Regions from separate parts of the Canis lupus genome. Here region 2 is linked to region 1. A link is a contact called in public Hi-C data. All regions are on one chromosome and are shown on one strand. The core of a region is the stretch at or near the end of the contact, and the rest is flanking DNA. Distances in the headings are between cores, read along the strand shown. Region 1 holds the start of GNPDA1 (glucosamine-6-phosphate isomerase 1). Region 2 overlaps NDFIP1 (NEDD4 family-interacting protein 1).

The links. Hi-C and Micro-C count contacts between places; a contact is called where the count stands out from the background.
Region 2: a Hi-C map of blood shows a contact between it and region 1, with 7 times the contacts expected there. The contact joins the enhancer-like site here to the promoter of GNPDA1 in region 1. A contact is called at or near these places in 4 of 9 Hi-C or Micro-C datasets (amygdala and blood).

Annotation. Positions count from the first base shown.
Region 1 is chr2:36,096,701-36,099,400 of UU_Cfam_GSD_1.0, reverse strand. It overlaps GNPDA1 (glucosamine-6-phosphate isomerase 1), which reads left to right and starts at 1,337. Exons shown (of 7, transcript XM_038530472.1): 1 at 1,337-1,408; 2 at 2,270-2,399. The coding sequence starts at 2,276.
Region 2 is chr2:36,202,038-36,204,737 of UU_Cfam_GSD_1.0, reverse strand. It overlaps NDFIP1 (NEDD4 family-interacting protein 1), which reads right to left. Exons shown (of 8, transcript XM_038530476.1): 5 at 2,685-2,700; 6 at 673-739. Among named protein-coding and RNA genes, the nearest start is that of NDFIP1, 41 kb to the right of the region's middle. Within about 2 kb of position 1,272, at least 1 of the 20 cell types and tissues checked has an H3K27ac peak or open chromatin away from gene starts, as enhancers often do. A contact at or near this core is called in blood, where this site is marked.

The sequences.
Region 1 (2,700 bases), core at 88-2,587:
GCATAGGATTTTCTGAGGCTTGGGGCAATGTGTTTCCTCAAAGCAAGAGCAATGAAAATGTACCAGTCCCTCCACAGGAGAGCTACAGAGTGTTCCACTGTGAGGATGAATCCACAATTCTTTTAATTAGCCCATTTTAGTTCTAACACAAGAAGATGGAAGGTTGGGTATGGGTAAGTTTAAACCCAGGCGTGCAGTGGGAGGGACATGAGGGGACAGTTGGTTAGGACAGGGAGCATATCAGGGCAAAGAAGGCTGCAAGGAAGCTGGGGAAGAGGTAATCATGGCTGGCCATGAGAGCCAAGCTATGCCACTGTTTCATCCAGTACTCACAACAAATACACGAGGTCACTATTACTTATTCCCATTCAATTCTCGTGTTCCAGAAGAGAAAATTCAGAGCTGGAGAAGTTGAGTCATTTGCTGGAGTCACTTGCTCCAGAACCAGGGATTGACTAGACGAGATCTTTCTGATTCGTCCCCTAAGCTCTTTGATTCCAGAGCTGCCAGGCTTAATTGAGACCTGGAATTGGTTCCCTACAGAAAGGGTAAGGGGGGTGGGGGGTGAGGGTGACAGGCCCAATTAAAGTTACATGAGGTCACTCTTCCTGGAACCATCTGAATGCAGCTGCTGCAGACCAGGCCCCATTATCTGATGTGTCTGGAGACTGGGGTTATGAAAAATCTACAGTGCTCAAGCTGAGATGAGGTTTCTGACTGCAGAAGGAACAAGTCCACAGAATTGTAGAGGTAGTAGCTCCACCACATCGCGTAGGGCCTCACCAGACGGACAGCACCTCCATCAAGCTGCTCTGGAGCTGCAGCTGGGCCCCAGGGGAGGGGTGCGCCCAATCCCCACCTTGCTCCATGTGAACGCCACGTGTGGCGTGTTCCCATTTCTGTAAAAAATAAGTATATTCGAGGGAAAACAATTTGGAAATGTAGCCTACACTGCTGGCAGTGCTATCTGGGGGTGGGGCGCTGGGGCAACCACCGACCTCCTTTTTTCCCTAGTACAGACTGCTGTGAAGATTAAGCTCAGAAGGGGAAAAAAAGGAAGAAAAATCCAATTGCATTTAAGGCAAAAAAGTTGTAATATCTAGGTTAAAGGAAAAAAAAGAGCTAAAAAAGTTAAACCGAAGGCAGAGCCAGGCCCAACCCCGGGACCCGTCGGGGAGCGATTCTGCTCGTCCCCCCGCAGCTCCCCGCCCCGCGGCCGCTCCCAGGCCCGCGCGCTCCCGAGAGGGCGGCGGGCGGCGGGCGGGGCGGAGTCGGCTCCGAGCCGGGCCCCTGCGCGTCCGCCCGCACTCGGCCCCCCGGGGCGGGCTCCGCGTGACCCGGGGCCACGTGAGCCGCGCGGGGCGGGGCCGCCGGCGCTGCTGCAGCCGCCGCCGCGGGAGGCGTCCGAGTAAGTGGGGAGCGGGGCCGGCGGGGCCGGCGGGGCCCTCCTCGCGGGCGGGGGCGGGCGCGGGCGCTGACCCCGACCCCGACCCGACCCCGCCCCGGGTCCCCAGGCCGGAGCCCGCGGGCTGCCGGGACCCCTTCCCGGCGCGGGGCCGGAGGGGCGGTGGGGTCGCCATCGGGGTCGGGAGAGCCTCCCGTGTCCTTGGGTTGGCCTAGACGGCCACCTCCGCCTCCCGCTCGGGTCGCCGCGCGGGAAGGTTACGTCCCCCGTGTGCTCTGGGGGAACTGACGGTCCGCAGAGCCAGGCCGGCGGGCGGCAGCGCAGCACCCCTCCCGGGAGGCCCGTGGCTCTCCCTGCCCTGGTGGCCCGAGCCGACCGCAGGCCCCCTCCAGCGAGGAAGAGGCCGGGATCCAGAATACCCAGCGCGTGGGGTGGAGGGGCGGGACGGGGCGGTCGAGCGCCGGATCCGAGCCCACTACTGTGTGGTGCTCGTGCAGCCTCGTCGGATACTCGCCATCGTGGACTCTGTCAGGGAGGTGCTGTTGTCCTCATTTTCGCGGAAGAAGAAACGGGCTGGGAGAACTCGAGCCCTTTGACCAAGGTCCTGCGGTTGGTTAGCTGGTAAATGGAGGGACTGGGGTCAGAACGCGGTCGGTCCTCCAGCAGCGCCTCCTGGTGGGTGGCGGCGGCGCTGGGCCCAGCCTGTGTGAACTGGACGGTGGGGTCTTTACCTCCTCCTCTCTCAGAGACACCCTGGGAGAGGGTGTTGCTGGGTGAGAAGGACTTCTCCCCTCCCCCCGGCCGCCTGCGTCCCTATCTCCCTGTCCTTTACCACGGATTCCTTTTGTCACCTGCCGCCTCCAGGACAAGATGAAGCTAATCATCCTGGACCATTATTCTCAGGCCAGCGAGTGGGCAGCCAAGTACATCAGGAACCGCATCATCCAGTTCAACCCAGGGCCAGACAAGTACTTCACCCTGGGACTTCCTACTGGTGCGTTGTGGGATGGAGAGGGTGCCAAGGATTTCGCGAAAGTGAGCGAGCATTAGGGTTTTTAAGGGGCCAGGTATGTGGGCTCACAGAGCCAAGGGACTTTTTAAAAAAAAATATCATTTATTTGAAAGAGAGAGAGTGCACGAGCTGAGGGAGAGACACACACAGAGAGAGAAGCTGGCTCCCCTGCTGATCAGGGAGCCCAGTGTGGACCCGATCCCAGGACTCCAGGATCATGACTTGAGCCGAAGGCAGACCCTTAACCCACTCAGCCACCCAAGCGACCCTAGTCTCAGTTTCT
Region 2 (2,700 bases), core at 23-2,522, 110 kb before region 1:
CTAACCAGATCCATCAGCAGCATTGCCACCAGGGATCTTAATTAAGGAGGCAATAAGAAGGCCCTAAACAGGACACGGGAAAAGTGATATCAAAGAAGCAGGTGAGGCCATTATACCATCTTAAACAGCTACAGGATGGCTCTGCTATAATTCTGTAGAATACAGAATTACATACATATATGTATTCTATAGGCCTCATTGCAAAATCATTCTTATTCTCACCAAAGAATTCTGGAAACCCAATACTGATTCCTCCGGAAGTTCTGTCAAGCAAAGCTATACATTTTGTTTCCTGCTGACAGAGTCAACTGAAAATTGGCCACATAGACTCCTGAGTAGTTCAACTGGTTACAATCTTTTGTGAACCCTTTTATGGCAGTAATTATCCAGGAGAAAATAACCGACAGACTATAAAGTCATCTTATTAGTATGTCCACCGGTCACATGGGAAATCTGAGAAATATGTATGAATGGGTTAGGAAAAAAAAAAAATCGACCACCAAGAGACGCTTTATTAATATAATAATGGTGATGGCAACCTAATCTTTAAGAAATATTTTTAAAAATTATTTATTAGGGTTGGAAGGAAGATGAGGGTTTACTAAAAGTAATTTTACTTCTAAAATTTAACACTATCTTTTCTCTCCACTGTCTATGTTAAAAAGCACTTACCTAAAACCAGGAACACCCACCAGAGCCAGTACTGACCATCAAAATATCCAGGGAAATAGGTGGAAAACTGAAAAATAAAGCAAATAAGTTTGTTTGTTTATTTTTATAATGAGGTTAAAACCTCATTTTCTTTTTTAAAGATTTTCATTTATTCATGAGAGAGAGAGAGAGAGAGAGAGAGAGGCAGAGACACAGTCAGAGGGAGAAGCAGGCCCCACGCAGAGAGCCTAATGTGGAACTTGATCCCGGGACTCCAGGATCACACCCCAGACCAAAGGCAGGCGCTAAACCTCTGAGCCACCCAGGGATCTCCCTAGAAATATGTTTTGATGAAACTTTTACTTTGCTTACTCAGTCCCAAAACTATTTGTTCTTGGTATGCCTCAACCTTGGAAGCTTTACTATGAATATCATAATAATCCCCCATTCCTTTGCCAAATAATGGCACATTCTGGTCATTGGGAAGTGAGGGTTGCTGAGGTTTTCTTGCACTTAGAAAAGAAAGAGAAGAAATAAGTTTTCTTTCTTCTGCTGAACACAGCTGTGCTTCTGATGTGATGCCTGAAACTGCCATAGCCATTTGAATCCTGAGGGAGGAGCACCTCTACCAATAGGACAGCAATCGTCCCTAATGATGTCACTGAATAAGCAAAACAGATATGGTGATCCTCCATGTCAGGACTTGTTTTCATGGGAAATAAATTTTTCCCACTGTTTTCTAAGCCATTTTGAGCTCAGTTTTCTATTACTCAGACAAAGCCATCCTGATACAAGTTGATTCATTCAATTCAGTTTTAACATTTTAGTCAGCTTAGTGAAACTTCTGGTTAAAAAAAAAAGACTGCTAACTAATGTTATCTGTTTTCTATTGGGGGCTTTATTATCTGAAAATTTAATGCAGTTTGAGCATTAAAATACAGTATTTGGGCAGCCCGGGTGACTCAGCGGTTTAGCACCGCCTTGTCGGGCTCCCCTCCATGGAGCCTGCTTCTCCTGTCTCTGCCTCTCTCTCTCTCTGTCATGAATAAATAAATAAATAAATCTTTTTAAAAAATCCTTTAAAAAAATACAGTATTTTATTTCTTAATAGGAATAACAATTTAAGATTTAGGGAGGGAATGAAAAAGCTCTTTAGTGCTTGGGTTCTTCACCTAAGTCCATGTCTTAGATGAGTATGTATTAGCTGCTTGGGGGAAAAAGTTCCTAACTCCTAAAAGATTCTCAAAGGAACTCAGAATCCTAAAAATGTTAACAACTGGTCAGAATAAATACATATGAAAAAGTCCAGTGTCCAGTCAATACCCAATAATTAGTTAATAATGACAATTAATGATGAATACATTGATTTTATCTATTAAGTTGACAAAAGCAATAAACTTACCTGAAATCACAATATATTTTAAGAGATTAGATCTTTTAAAGTATAAATTACTTCAGTAATTTGGACTACCTGATAACTCCCAAATCACTGAAGATTTCTAATATATTTTAGAGATAAGGCCCCCCCAATGGAGTAGCACTTGTAAACAATTTCAGTTCCAAAACATTTTGGCAGAACCAACGATGCTGCTAATAAACAACCCTGGAAGGGAGGGAGAAAGGAGAGAGAAGCAAAGAGCAGGAAAGAGGGAAGAAGAAAAACCAAAACTTCAGTAGAATTAATGTGAGGAATGCCTGCTTTTGATGAGACACCAAAGAAGTGGTATTTTCTTTTTATTACAAAAACTAATTTCAGAACAAACACACATTATAGACATTAACAGCAGAGAAAGCAAATTGTGAACATCCTATAGGATGTTGCCTTGGGACACCAATATTCACTAGATTTAACTATAAAACTTACACGCATGAACCATCTGCAACTGATTTAGGTTCAACTTCATGAAACCAGAACAAAGACAAACCTAAAATCATTTTAAATGTAGAAATAATGTGAAAAGAAAAAAATCAAATAATCAGTTATTCTACTGATTGTTTCTCTACAGGGTCTATATTTTCTGGTATAAACTTACCCTGACAATCAGGATC